Linked DNA regions of Sus scrofa: region 2 is linked to region 1. A link is a contact called in public HiChIP or PLAC-seq data. All regions are on one chromosome and are shown on one strand. Each heading gives the region's core, a stretch centred on a gene start, on an enhancer-like site or on the middle of the called end of the contact. The rest is flanking DNA. Distances are from core to core; before and after follow the strand shown. Region 1 overlaps C14H12orf49 (UPF0454 protein C12orf49 homolog). Region 2 overlaps C14H12orf49 (UPF0454 protein C12orf49 homolog).

What was found. HiChIP or PLAC-seq counts read pairs in DNA pulled down with a chosen protein or histone mark.
Region 2: a contact with region 1 is called in an H3K27ac HiChIP or PLAC-seq map of skeletal muscle, with 9 times the contacts expected there. The contact joins two enhancer-like sites. A contact is called at or near these places in 4 of 47 Hi-C or Micro-C datasets (heart right ventricle, skeletal muscle and subcutaneous adipose tissue) and 1 of 2 datasets of contacts at active chromatin or transcription factors (skeletal muscle).

The regions. Positions count from the first base shown.
Region 1 is chr14:35,809,566-35,817,091 of Sscrofa11.1, forward strand. All of the region lies in intron 4 of C14H12orf49 (UPF0454 protein C12orf49 homolog), which reads left to right. Among named protein-coding and RNA genes, the nearest start is that of C14H12orf49, 110 kb to the left of the region's middle. Within about 2 kb of position 4,931, at least 29 of the 83 cell types and tissues checked have an H3K27ac peak or open chromatin away from gene starts, as enhancers often do. A contact at or near this core is called in skeletal muscle, where this site is marked.
Region 2 is chr14:36,024,543-36,032,068 of Sscrofa11.1, forward strand. The region is part of intron 5 of C14H12orf49 (UPF0454 protein C12orf49 homolog); the gene reads left to right. Among named protein-coding and RNA genes, the nearest start is that of MED13L, 34 kb to the right of the region's middle. Within about 2 kb of position 2,554, at least 23 of the 83 cell types and tissues checked have an H3K27ac peak or open chromatin away from gene starts, as enhancers often do. A contact at or near this core is called in skeletal muscle, where this site is marked.

The DNA of each region.
Region 1 (7,526 bases), core at 3,681-6,180:
GCTGCACCCATTAGCTGCTGCAGCTCTGGCTGTGACCTACCCCAAGGCACCAGTAGGAATTATGGAAGGAGATGGTAACGGGGCGCATGTGACGTACACTATAACTGTGTTCATCCCCCCTCTGGCTATAAAAATGCAGCAGTGTTGCAATTTTATACATTGCAAAATGCCTCTCCGCCCTCCACCCATCCCCTGCTTTGCCTCCTCCCCTCCCTCTTTGAGTTGGCGTGTAACCTTGATGATCCAGCCAAATGAGTTATTTGAGATGGAAACGTTAATTTATTTGAGCAGATGGGTGTCACCGCTGCTCTGTAAAAAGGTGGCGTTTTGCCGTATTGGCCCAGAGTGTCACAGATGAAGTCCTGGCCGCGTCGCTGAATCACCGAGTGTGAATGGAATCATATGTTAACGGCACTGGGGGAAATGCCTATTTAAGCTGAGCCCTTCCAGAAAACAAATCAACCCCCCCCAGCCCCGATTTTTGTTTTAAATCTGGATTTTCATATCTCTGATTTGCCAAGGGTCTGAAAAATCTGAAACTCATTATTTCTCGAAGTGTGGTCCAGTGTCTGCCCACATCAGAGTCACCCAAGGGTTTTATTAAAAATGCAGATCCGTGGGACCCAACCCCGATCTATAACCCCCCACTCCCGGGGGTGCAGGCTTGGGGTTTCTGCAGTTTTAACAAGCTCCCTGGATGACTATCACACACACACAAAAAGTGGGACCCCCCGTGGTGGAAATGATGCCATCAAACTGCCCAGGAAAATCTTCATAACAAAACCGAACAAAGCAAGAAACCATGAGATTCAAAGTGGGGTTTCTTTTTTTGGGGGGGGGAGTCTTGTTTCTTTTTACTTTCCTCTCCCCTTTCAGATTTTGTGCAAAAAAAGTACTACTTTTGTGGTCAGAAATAACTATGTAAAAGGAATAAAAAGATAGCACAAAGAGATTATTTGTGCACTAGAAGCCAAAGACAGTTTGGAAATGTCAGGAATTTCCAAGACAAGGGGTGTCGCTGTCCTTGGCACTGAACTTTCAGTCTATGCTCTCTCCTCAGACGCCCTCCCCTCCCCCCGCCAGTTCCCCTCTGACCGCTGCCTTCTCTAAGTGTTACATCCAATTTTCTCTTGAATACATGTAGTGAGGAAACTCAATGACTTCCCAGGGGACCTTACTTATAGGGAAGAAGCACAACGAGAGGATTTATGGAATGTCTGTAAAATATGTGTGTAGAAACTCGCGACATTTTGATCGCTACCAAGGAGAAAATGGACAGTTTCTTACCAGTCAGTTTCATGAGCCTTTTTTATTTTTTTTATGGGTTTTTAAAATTAATTAATTTCCCTCCCCTTTGTTAGGAATTCTTGGCACAGACACAAGCCCTGGAGAAAGGAAACATTGCCCACGGGCTGTATGTCCAAACTGTCAGGATTTCAATCCCAGATCTCCGGGGGCAAAGCCAGATTTCATGTGCTTCCCATGAAGTGGGGAGAGCCTTGTCAATGTCTGAGGGAAGGCGGGTATTATTAGTAATACTTCTGCCTTTTCTCTCATAGCGTCCCTGCCGCTGGCAAGTGGCACAGGGTCCCAGACAGCCTCTCCCCCGGGCTGCCTCTGCACCCAGAGCCATTTTCAGGGCGGAGAAGAGGCTGAGATGTTTGCCATGCAGCACCAGGCCCTGTCCACCTCCAGCCCCCTTGTCAAATGCGGGAGCATCGAATAGGCATCTGGTTTTTCTCAGCCCCACAGGTTCCATGCCTTCCCCTGGGAATTTGTAGGCAAAGACAATGAACTGAATGGAATTTCCCGAATGACTGAAGGAGGAAGAGTCTTCAGAGGGGAATTTGTTCCCTGCATCCTGCTTTTGTCACCAGTTTGTCTTGGGTCCTTTCTTGGCCTTGGTTTCATCATTTGTAAAATAAAAACCCAAAGGATTATTATGAAGATTAGAGAAAAATCTATAAACAAATAGTTGTCAACCAGGAAGGACTCTGCCCCAACCCCCTACCACCAGGGGACATTTGGCAATGCCTGGAGACACTTTGAGATGTCACGACTTGGGGTGGAGGGGCAATGCTACAGGGATCTAGTGGGTAGAGGCCAGGGGTGCTGCTAAACATCCTACAATGCCCAGGGCAGCCCCCCATAACCAAGAATTGTCCAGCCCAAATGTCCAATGACTCCATGATTGAGAAACCCTGCTCCTGATATAAAGGGCCTGGTAAACAATTAGTAATTCAAGAGGTGATAGCGAGAAAGGGTGTGAGAAAAGGACTGCGGCATACGTATTCAATAAACCTTAGCTATTATTAGTAGATCTGAGATAATTGGTAGTTGCTTCCTAGAATGCCTCGAAGGACTCTACGGCTACAAACAAGCTCAGCTAGACAGTGTCATGATTGATTAGTGATGTCTGCCATGGGCTTGGCAGGGGGAAGTGGCAGCATGAGTGCAGTGTCTTTTCTGACCCTGGCCTGTATGATGTCTAGCATCTGTTTCTACTCTGACATTCTGTGATTCTATTGCTATGAGTCTGTGAGTTTATCTATAAAGTTCCATAGTCAGCATTATTTACAGAATATTTAAGCAGCCCAGGCTCCTGCAGTCTTGCTTGGCAGGGCAGGAGGGTAAATAGAAAGCCAGGAAGAAAGAGCTGGCTCTGTGCAAGGTAAAAAAGATAGCTGCCAATGGGATGTGATGTGGGCAACTCCCCACTCACTCACTCCCCCAAATCCTTCCCCATCTCTCCTGTGTTAAAATTCTTTACGATTAGAGTCACTCCATTGGATTCAACATTGTCTCCAGGAGGCCTTTGTTTAAATGCACAAAGATTACCTAGAAGGGATAAGCATGCAATCCATCCCTATGTATTAATCCAATATACTAGCTGTTGCTCAGTAGAATAGAACCGAGAGGGAACATGGGATAGGAGACAGGTTATCTGTGAGAGCAGGTGAGGAGAAGGGGGAAAGCAAGCCTTATAGGGCAGGAGTCAGAATCAGTATTGCACAACTCCAGGAGGTGCTCTTTACACTGAAACAAGGTGACCAGCTTGTCCCTGGACTTCCCTGGCTTTAAAACTGAATATGTTGTGTTCCTAGGAGCTCCCTCTGTTCCAGATAAATCAGGATGGTTGGTTATCCTACCTCTAGGGCGGCGTAGAAGGAGCTGTGGAGTCCTTACTGTAATTTATACAGCAGGCAGCTGCCTGGATTCTCTCTTCGGACGTGTTCCTCCCTTGCCTATGAATCCTCTGTGGCTCCTAAGGGCTCGCCAAACTAGGTTGGAACTGTCCTTTGTGGTGCTCAAGTTGGCCCCAGCCTTGCTTCCTCACCTCACCTGATCCATCACTCTCCTGCCATGAGTCACCCCAACCAGTCACCGTATTGCAGACCCACTGTGCCTTATCCTCTCTCTGGGTTAGAGGAGGAGATTTCATAGAGCGGGAAGACTACTTCTTGGAGTATATTCAACTTGTGTCAGTAGCAAAAGAGTGAATTCTGGCCATTATGGTATAAAACTCATCTGACCCCCTCCCCTGTGAGTTGGGGCTTGGGGATATGGCCACTACTTTGTGTCTAGAGAAACCCCACGTACCCCAGAGAGCCATGGGACACTTAGAGGAGGAAGGTGAAGCCACCAGGCACATGGGGCCACCCAAAATGAAAATAAAGCCTACCTTCCTTCCTAAGCTCTTTAAACATTCCATGCACGCACACACCCCTGGACAGATCTCCTCTATATTTCTGAGCAATAGATAGGATGGATGGCATGTCCATCTAACAGACGAAAAAAACGAAGTCCCAGGCAGAGGGTCCTACTCAATAAAGAAAGGTTTCTAGGTGAGGAGGATCAGGCACTGTGGTGGTGAGTGTCTCATGGCATGTCGGTGGCTGGACCATACTAATCAAGGTCTTCTGCCTTATGTCCCATGATGTTTGCACTTACTATCTGTTAGGCACCCTGTTCATCTCATAATAACAATTATAGCCAGAGTCGTGGAGGACTCTATTACCTGAAGGTCCCTCTACTCAGTTTTGGATGTGCCTTCACTTCATTGCTCAGAGAAAGCTTTGTGGTGTGGGCACTACTGTCGCATACAGGGGAGGACACTGAGACTTGCAGGGCCACTCAGCTCACAAGTGGGGGCTTGGCCAAGGCTGGTCATGTGCATTGCTGTGGTGTGGGGAGCTCTCACTCCTGTAAGGAGAGCAACATGCCAGTTTTCTGCATGTCAGACTCTCCAAGCTGTTCCTTCCCAGTGAGCAGCACTCCAAATAGGAGAGGAAGGAGACCGCTCTTGATGAAGCATCTTCTGTGGGCCAGGTGTGTGCACCTATGTTTTCCATACCACCTGGTGAAGTAGCCGCAGTTGGGTCCAGAAGAAATCGAGGCTCATTGGGTTGACGTTATTGGCCAAAGCTGGCACAGCTGGTGTGAGGGGAGTGGAGACCTGGCCTTGGACGGTGATGCCACATGACTCACTTTTTCTGCCGGTTTTGGCTCTCCCAGAGGACAGGCGGTGGGGAGGGTTTGCGGCAAGTCTTCAAGTCACATAAGAACCCCAGGAGCAGTTCTCCTGCGGCTTGGTACGTGACCTTAAGCACAGACTTGCAGGACAGGAGCCAGAAAGCCACTCTCCTACCCATTGTTGGGCAGAGGAGCTGGGGACAGGACCCACGGCCAGTCCAGCTTAGTCCCGCTGCCCATGATGGACAGCAGGTGGCGCTGTGGCCCCGGTTTAACAAGGACAGTGGGAAGGTGGAAAGGAGAGGGGGAATCCAGAAAGAAAAACTAGTGGAAAACAAGGATTTAAAAAGAAGAACAATTTGTTCCAAAACATTTGCCTTGTAACGGGGTCATCTATAAATTCTGGGATTTCCTGTTTGCCGCTGGGCAGGCTGGCCGGCAGGCAGTCCACTCTCTGACTCTGCAGTCTGGAAGAATCATTCCAGCCCAGCTCTTGAGCTCAGAGCTCCAGCCTCCCCTGGCCCAGATTGGCTCTGAAATTTCCCGGCTTTTGTGCCCATAAGCAGGATCCTGTGACAGCAGGTCTCCTTGAGCCATGCTCCAGTTTCCACGGCGGTGGGAGGAGGAGTGAGATCATGGTCATTTTTAAAGGAGAGCCTGTCTTCATAATCTCCTTGTGTTCTCCGTGCTGCCAGGCTTGTTTTAAGGCATAAAAGAAAAGACTCAAATGAAACAATCGGAAGTGGATCCTTTTATTTGTATTTTTCATGGTTAGGATTTTGTGTGTATGTGGTGAAAACACTTAAGATAGATGTTTTTTAGCAAAGTTGAGATATGCAATACAGTACTATTAACTAGCAGTATTATTGCCTAGGTCCCCTAACTTATTCATTTTCTAAATGAAAGTTTGTACCCTTTGACCAACATCTCCCCATTTCTTGCACTCCTCAGCCCCTGGCAACCACCATCCTAATTCTGCTCTCTGTTTCTGCAAGATCCACCTTTTCAGATTCCACATTTAAGTGAATGCAATGTGCATGCAATATTTGTATTTCTGTGTCCATTTTATTTCAGTTAGCATAATGTCTTCCAGGTTCTTGTTGTTGCAAATGGCAAGATCTCCTTTTTATGGCCTAATAATATTCCATTGTGTATGCCACATTTTCTTTAGCCGTCCATATGTCAGTAGACACTTGGGTTGTCTCTATATTATGGCTATTGTGAATAATGCTTCAGTGATCAGGAAAGTGCACATGTCTCCTCAAGATCCTGATTTTATTTCCTTTGGATGGGAATGCTGGGTCATATGGTAATTCTGTGTTTAGTTTTTTGAGGAAGGAGGTGGCCTTTTTAAAAAGGAGAGAGCTATCCTAGCCAATATGGGGATGGAAACATTTCATTGGAAAAGGAAAGAAAATTCTTTTTTAACAGCCTGGTGGAACTTGAACTAAGTCCCAAGCCATCAATGAATGAAATACTAAAGAAAATTCCCATCTACCTAACCATGTATCCACCTATCTATCCATTCACTTATCCATCCATCCATCTATCCACTCATCCATCCATCTACCTATGCATATATCCATCCATCTACCCATCCTCCATCCGTCCATCCATCCATCCAACCATCCAATTGCTCACTCATTCTTTTAGCAAGCAGTTATGGAGTACCTGCCATATGTTTGTACCTCATCCTGAGATTAAGCCTAGCTCAGCTCTGTGGTTCTTCCTGGGACCAGTGCCACCCAAATGACATACAAGTAGCATCTGGAGATGGGATCCAGAAGGTGGGCTTGGGAGTCCTGGACAACAACTCTTGGGACCTTTAGTGAGGTTTGCGACATATTTGGCCAGGGTAAGGGGTACAGTTTGTGGCTGAAAACAGAGTTTTTCTCTGAATAAGTCAAACGAGCCTGTCTGGGATCAAATCCATGAGGGCTGGACAATCTGGTCCCAGCAAATTAAAACAACATGGGCACCAGCCAGCTACATTTTTGAAAACAGTATTTGTGTTGTTTTAATCAAGGACACCACCTCCTCTGTCCTCTGCTCTTAACAACAAGCTCTGAATTGAAATGGGGCAGAATTTATGAGAAAAGAAAACAATTTAGGGGCATCCTGGCACAAACTCATTTTCCTTCTCATCAGCTTCACAATTTAGGGACCTGTCTTTATCTCATGTTGCCCTTCTGTCTGCCAGCTTATGAGATTAATGAGCCCATGTCTTAAGTGATATAAGAACAACACTGCTCTTTCCATATGGAGCTGAACCCAACCTGTTGGAGAGCCCCTCTTAACCAGGGTCTTGGTTCCTGCAGTGACTGTGGGCAGCCAAGGGGGGCAACTTGAACCCCAGGCTGGGTCTGTGTATTAACTATGTCTTATTTCCTGTATTCTGATGCTTTGAACATCTTGGGACCTTGCTACCCAGTAGGGATTGCCGCTCCCCGGCTTAGCCAACTCTTGGGTATAATGAACAGTTCACTAGGAAGCATACCTTTCAAATGCAAACCAAGTGATCCAGAGCTCCTGGTCTCCACTCCTCTCCTTTCTGGGGCTCTCACCCTCTGAGCTACAACCCACCTGCCCTTTTCACCCCAGGGCACACAACCTGGGGACAGCACCTAGGCCTGAGATCTTCCTGAGATTATTCAAACTAGCCTATCCTGAGCCTGATTGCCCTACCTCACCCACTCCTTCCAGGAGAAACTGGTAAAAGTTCTTGTGTGTGTTTTTCCCTTGTTGCCTTTGCCTCCAGACTGACCCTGATGCTTCCCCATGTGATCCTACGGAGAAGGCCATGCCTCCTGTCTCTAGGAATCTGTGGATGTAATAAAATTATTTCTTCATGACAATCATTTCAGTGTCATTGTCTTACCAAACTTGCTTAAAACAAACCCCAGGTACCCTTAAGATGCTTGCTCTTTCTATGTGACTGTGGGGCAGGTTGCGGTGCTCTTACCTGCAGCCTCCTCTTCTATAAAATGGGGGCAGTGACATCAGGTGGTTGTGGGGGTTGAGTAGGTGACAAGTGATTTCCCAGCCTCCAGTAG
Region 2 (7,526 bases), core at 1,304-3,803, 210 kb after region 1:
ATAGTAGAACAGCTCATGTTCTGTCAGGCTTTTTTCTCATGGAACTGTGATTGAGAGAGGTTGGTACCATTGCACTCAGGGTGTAGCTCAGAGGCAGCATCAGCATCACCTGGGAGCTTGTTAGAAATGCAGGTTCTGGAGTTCCCGTCGTGGCGCAGTGGTTAACGAATCCGACTAGGAACCACGAGGTTTCGGGTTCGGTCCCTGCCCTTGCTCAGTGGGTTAACGATCCGGCGTTGCCGTGAGCTGTGGTGTAGGTTGCAGACGTGGCTCGGATCCCGCGTTGCTGTGGCTCTGGCGCAGGCCGGTGGCTACAGCTCCGATTGGACCCCTAGCCTGGGAACCTCCATATGCCATGGGAGCGGCCCAAGAAATAGCAACAACAACAACAACAACAACAACAACAAAAGACAAAAGACAAAAAAAAAAAAGAAATGCAGGTTCTCAGGCCCTGCTCCAGATCAGCTGAATCAGAATCTGCCATCTAACGCAATCTCAGGTGATTTGTCTGCACATTATAGTCTGAGAAGTTACACTGCTATCAGATAGAAAATAGAAGTTGGGATTTTTTTTTTTTTCTATTTTTTTTTTTTTAGGGCTGCACCAGTGGCATATGGAAGTTCCCAGGTTAGGGGTCAAATCGGAGCTGCAGCTGCCGGCCTCCACCACAGCCATAGCAACAGCAACACGGGATCTGAACTGCATCTGCAACCTACACCACAGCTCACAGCAACGCCAGATCCTTAACCCACTGAGCAAGGCCAGGGATCAAACCTGCGTCTTCATGGATGCTAGTCAGATTTATTTCTGCTGAGCTACTATGGGAACGCCCAGAAAATAGAAGTTTTAAGTGACAGTTTTGATAAGTACTGTTGCCATGGACTGAATGAATGTTTGTGTCGTCCCCCCCAAATTCTTATGCTGAAATCCTAACCCCTCAATGTGAAGGTATTGGGTGGTAGGGTCTTTAGGAGGCAATTGGAAGGCAGAGTCCTTATAGATGGGGTTAGTCCCTTTATAAAAGAGACCCCAGAGAGCTCCTTCACCCCTTCCATCCGGTGAGGACACAGCAAGAAGTTGGCGATTTATGAACCACGAAGTGAGCCCTCACCAGACACTGACTCTGCCTTGATCTTGGGTCTCCCAGCCTCCAGAACTGTGTGAAGTACGTGTTTGTTGTTTAAGCCACTTAGTCTATAGGATTTTTGTTACAGCAGCCCAAATGAATTCAAACAAAGGAACCCAGTCTGAGGGGTCAGGGAAGACTTCCATGAAAAATCAGCCTGTAAACTGAGGGCTGGATTAGGAATAAGCTGGGAAAATAGGGTTCCTGGCAGGGGGAATAGCATGAGCAAAGGCTCAGAGGCAGGAGGGAGCTTAGACAGTGGAGGATCTGAAAGAAGATGCTTTGTGTCCAGAGTTCTTTAGCATGGCGTTCTAAGCAGCTGAGCAAACTGGTCAGACCAGGGTCAGACTCCCGTGAATGATCATTGTCCCAGGTGCCCCAAGTCTGCCAAGAGACAGAGCAAGAACAACCCTGCTGGGGACAAGCGCTGCTCCCCAACCCCACTGACTTAAGGCTACAGAGCCATTATGTCGATATATTTCTGTACAGATTTTGTAGTTTATGACACATTCTGGCAACGTTTAGATGCAGTTTCAATGAGCCAGAATGTAGTACTGTAAACCTAAAACTGGATATCCCTTGAAGCTGTTAGAATCTGGCAGGAGACCTGCTCCCAATTACAAGCACGGTTTCCAACTTCACTGTTCTGTCCTCAAAGCATTGAAAACAAAATCCATTTTTAATGAGGGACTACTAAACTCTTTGCATTCTATTAATGGTGCCTTTGGGCTTCCAAGCTCCAGTGTACCTTACTCCCAGGAAACAACCCCCCACTAGCTGGTTTTCCAGGGCAAGGAACTATCGTGGGGATTTTGTGGCTGGTGCAAATATGGCGACCGAATGAATGGGAACTAAGGCATTTTGTTCCCATCCCCCTTGATTCCTATCAACATGTGGCCAGCCAATCAGGGCTGGGTGGGAAGTCAAGATCAAGAGACATTATTTCAGTACGCACACAGTATACACTTGGCTGCCTGACTCCTCATCCCGAGCCTATTACTAATCTTACAAACCACCCATTATCCATTCGGTAACTGGCAAATGTGAACTTGGCCCACGTCAGAGCCGAATGATGAGATCCAAGTCGGAAGAAGTGAGAGAAAGAAGAGAAAGTACAAAGATGAGCCAGACGGTTTTCCAACCTGTGAGAACATGTTGTATTTACCAGGCCGGGTACGAAAGCCAAACTGTTCCCGTTTATCTTCTGCTCGGGGCCTGGGTGATGTTTGGGGCGAACAGGTCAGTGCTCCCCCTCGCTTCCACCTGATGATTGGCGTATTGTTTAGAGACTACGAGAGATGATCTTGTGCTCTGGAGGAAGTTGGCAAGAAAGTTTAATTCTATAAAAAGAAATGAGCGGTCAGGATACGGTTTCCTTTTCTGAGTCAAGGCAGAGAAGGGAGTCAGAAATTCCAACCCAGAGGGTCAGGACGGGCTCCAGGACCTGTTGAATCACATCTGAAACATGTTCCCTATGCTCCTTTCTCCTCCCTGTTCTTACAACTGGCCAACTGGGATTACACAACTCACACTAATTTTATTCCACATGTGGCTGTTTCTTATTAGGAGCCCGTATCTTATTTTTTTCCTGTACCATGTCATCTCCTCCTGATTCAGGTGAAGAATTCCATTTCTTCCTTCTTCTTCTTTTTTTTTTTTTTTTTTGGCTGCTCCTCGGCATAAGGAAGTTCCCAGACCAGGGAATCCAATCTGAGCTGCAGCTGCACTGCAACGGGCTGGGGATCGAACCCTCACCAGTGCAGTGGCTGAGTCACTGCAGAAACGACGCCATTCCCATTCCACCACAGTAGGAACTCCCAGGAATTCCATTTAACAGGGGGATTCTGTTCACACTCTTGGCTGAACTCAAAAAAAAATAAGTGCACTCACACTCTTTCTAAAGGTGAGAACTTTTCTGTGTCTTTTAACCCTATAATCTTTCTTTCATTGCCCAGAGTCTTCGTTGTTTCCCCATCCCGAAGCTCTTGACTCAACAGGAATCGATGGAAAAGTGAACATTTGAGTCAATCAATGGAATGCTTTTCGTCACCCAATACCCAACAACTGTTTCTAAAGGGTTTTATCCCCACCTCCACCCACCCCCACCTACCCCCAACCGGAGTGGTACATTTTCTTTTTAACTGACTTCACCAGATGTTTTGGCGGTGCGTAAACCTGGCTTTCCTGTCTTCCAAGTGGATGAAATAGGATCCAAATCACAGCACGTCACCTCAGCTTCTCCAACCAAGTACTTAATGGTTCTTGAGAATAATGTAAAGATTGAGTTCAGTTTTCTTTAGGCCTTGGGCCTATCGGATCCAGGTGTTGGCGTTTTCTGGCCTTCGCCTCTAAAGGTTTCTAGGGAAACCCCAGATTCATGAGTATGAGTTGATTTCCCCACTGTTACCTTTCTTCAATGCTTTAACTTTTCTGGCCACGCATCAGAAACTGTAAAAGTGCACCCCCCCAAGTCCCCTCAAAGGGTGAACAGCAGGAGTGGCATGCACATGACTCAGCCACATCTGGAAGAAAACTGCTCTGTGACTCCCCTTCAGTGTTTGCAACTCCAGGCCCCCATGAGCCAAAGGGGAAACGGGACCCCTCCATTGGCCTCCAGCCTCCCTCTACCTCCTGCCCTGCTTTGCTTAGAACAAGCCTCAGCATGCCAGGCCACCTTGCCAGGCCTTGCCAAAATCCACGAATGGCACAGAGAGCACATTAACCAGATGGAATGCAACATACATGTAAAGAAATAAGAGCTCTGCCAGGAAAGTTGGCAGCAGCTCTGGAATGCTTTAAACAGTGTGTGTGTGGGTAGAAAGAGTGAGCCCAGAGTCGACGAGGCTGCCTCATTCTCAAGAGCTGTTTCTTTTACAGCCATGACCTGTTTTGCCAGTCAAAATAAATACGGTGTTAAATGCCCCCTTTTACTGGCTCCTGATACCCTGGCAATGCAGTCTGAAATATGACCTGCTCTCATTGGAAAAATGTCCTTTTATTTTTTTTTTATTTTTATTTTTTTTGTCTTTTTGCTATTTCTTTGGGCCGCTCCCGTGGCACATGGAGGTTCCCAGGCTAGGGGTCGAATCAGAGCCCCAGCCACTGACCTACGCCAGAGCCACAGCAACGCGGGATACGAGCCGTGTCTGCAACCTACACCACAGCTCACGGCAACGCCGGATCGTTAACCCACTGAGCAAGGGCAGGGACCGAACCCGAAACCTCATGGTTCCTAGTCGGATTCGTTAACCACTGCGCCACGACGGGAACTCCCGGAAAAATGTCCTTTTAACTGAGTGGAAAGGATGTGCCCCTTCTAGGCAGTAAGTAGGAGGGTCATGGATGGCGGGGTCTTCTGAGCCCAGACAGACTCGGGAAGCAGGGGCAGAAACAGCCTTGGAGTCAGTATTGCTTGTTTAGAAGTCGCTGCCTTTAGAAGGTTCCTGGCAGACACAGAGCAACCCTTTGGGAGCATGGGGTTGACTTTTAAGGCTTTCTGTCCCCTTCAATTTTAGCAGGAACAAGAAAGCAGGATCCCTGAGTGTGGGCTATCTCACAAGGCACTCCAGGACAGCCAGGCTTTTCCTTCAGGAGAAAAATAGCCATGCTAACCAGGAATGGCCACGAGTTCAACCCAACTCACGCCATTTAGCTTTGTGGGTTCCCCACGGCCACAGTCCCTCCATGACCACATCAGCCTCTCAGCTTGTGTGAGAAGCCAGTTGGATTTCCCCAAAAGAGTCATTGTAGCATTTTCTGCATACCAGGCACATCAGATATATTTTCCAAATCATCCCATTATCTCGCGAGGTAGGAATATTACTACTCCTGCTTTATATATGAAGAAACTGAAGTTCAGAGAGGTGGAGTCCCCTGTCCACGATTGCACAGCTGTTAAAACGGAAGTAAGAATTTGAACCCCAATCTGTCTGTTCTTAATGATCAGGCTATGAGGGGCCCTTGCTGGCTTCTCCCCAAACAGCTCAAGGCCAGAAACCTCCACAGATTCGCCTCCTTCATTCTCAGAATTCCCCGGTGAGGCAAGGAATTGCACTCCCCATTAAAGATGCCATAGGGGAGTTCCCATTGTGGCATGGTGGAAATGATCTGACTAGGAACCATGAGGTTGTGGGTTCGATCCCTGGCCTCGCTCAGTGGGTTAAGGATCTGGCATTGCCGTGAGCTGTGGTGTAGGCCAGCAGCTACAGCTCCAATTAGACCCCTAGCCTGGAAACCTCCGTATGCCACGGGTGCGGCCCTAAAGAGACAAAAGACAGGGAAAAAAAAAAAAAAAGATGCCACAGGATATATTAGTCTTCTGGGGTGCCTGCAACAAATGATTGCAGACTGGGTGCATAAAAAACAGAAAGGTATTTTCTCTTGGTTCTGGAAGCCAGAAATGAAGGTGTTGGCAGGGCCAGGCTTTTTTTGAAGATTCTAGGGGAGGATCCTTCCTGGCCTCTTGCAGCTTCTGGTGGTTGCTGGCTTTCCTTGTCTTGTGGTCACATCGCTCCAGCCTCTGCCTCTGTCTTCCCATGGGCTTTTCATGTGTGAGACCCTCCCCTTCTCTTCTCTTCTAAGGACACTTGTATTGCACTTAGGAACTCTTCTGGTTTTTTGTTTGTTTGTTTGTCTTTTTGCTATTTCTTTCGGCCTCTCCTGCGGCATATGGAGGTTCCCAGGCTAGGGGTCTAATTGGAGCTGCAGCCACCAGCCTACACCACAGCCACAGCAACTCGGGATCCAAGCCGCATCTGCAACCCACACCACAGCTCACAGCAACTCCAGATCTTTAACCCACTGAGCAAGGCCAGGGATCGAACCCCCAATCCCATGGTTCCTAGTCGGCTTCGTTAACCACTGAGCCGCGACGGGAACTCCTAGGGACTCTTCTTATCCCAAGGTCCTTAACTTAAGTTACATCTGCAAAGGTCCTTTTTTCAATAAGATCACCTTCCCAGGTTCCAGGGCTTTGATTCTGAACCTTAGGAGGTGGCATTTGTCAGCCTGCGACTTGGGGACATGATGAGATGATTTATTCAACAAGGGTCTTTCTGATTTTGCAACTCTGCAGGGTTTATTATAAAATTTAAAAATCTTTTTACCACCCCATACCCTTTTTTGAAAACAATGAGGATCATAACAGCCTACATTTAATGCCATCTCACCAAGCTCTGCCACTTAGTGTCATTTAGTCCTCACAGAAACCCTGCCATATAGATACTGTTCTTTCCTTGTTGGATGGAGCAGGAAAATAAAATTATGAAAAGTTAAGAGCCTTGTCCAAGATCTCACAGCCAGAAACTGGTAAGGGTAGGACTGGAGCTCCATTCTGTCTGACTTTGGAGTCTGAGTTCTTAGGCAGAATGGAAAACTGCCTTTTCTTGGAAATTCAAAACTTGGTTGGGAGACGGTGGTTTGGAAGGAGGTAGAAGTATGGGGCAATGGGACGATCTATGCCATGTTTAGCCAAGAATTATTCTTGGGCAGAATATCCAGAAAGACTGAAAACAAGGATTCTGATTGGGAAAGCAATCAACGGGTTGGTTTCTCTCTTGATTTCCATGATTGAAGACTACTCTCTTGGCTGAAATTGGAGTCTTCCTACAGAGAAACAGGACACTGGAGGCCAATGAGAAAATGCCCATTTTTATCATCTTCCAGATTTCGGTTCAGTGACATCTGCCAATAGTTATATTCTTATTGCAGAGAAATTTTCACTTTTGTTGCACAATCGTCTAACCCAGGAGACTGGGTGGATCACGGAAGGCAAAATCAGAGCTGTTTATTTGAGGATGGTTGCAAATGGCAGATGACTTTTTTTTTCCTATTGTCCAGTGACCACATCTACTGATTCTACCTCCCTGGTGAACAAGATCCAACTCCTTTTTTTTTTTTTTTTTTTTTTTTTTTTTGTCTTTTTAGGTCTGCACTGGTGGATTATGGAGCTTCCCAGGCTAGGTGTCTAACTGGAGCTACAGCTGCCAGCCACAGCCACAGCCACAGCAACACCATCTACACGGGATGTTTAACCCACTGAGCAAAGCCAGGGATGGAACCTGCAACCTCATGGTTCCTAGTCAGATTCCTGCACCACAACAGGAACTCCAAGATCCAACTTCCTTTTCATTCAGAGCTGCTGATGGCTAAGTGCTTTGCAGGTATTGTCTCATTTGAGCTTCTCAACAACCCTGTGAAGCCAGATCAATGCTGACCTGATGTAATGCTCCTGGAGGTCCAGTTGCTTGCCCAGGCATGCCAGTCAGCAAGTGTAGGACCTCTCCAGAGGTCCTGAGTCTGAGATCTTCGCTGCTGTGATACCCTCTTTCCAAACTGCATTGCCTCGATTAAAGGAAATATAGATAAGGTAAAGATGAGCTCACTCATTCATTCATTCACA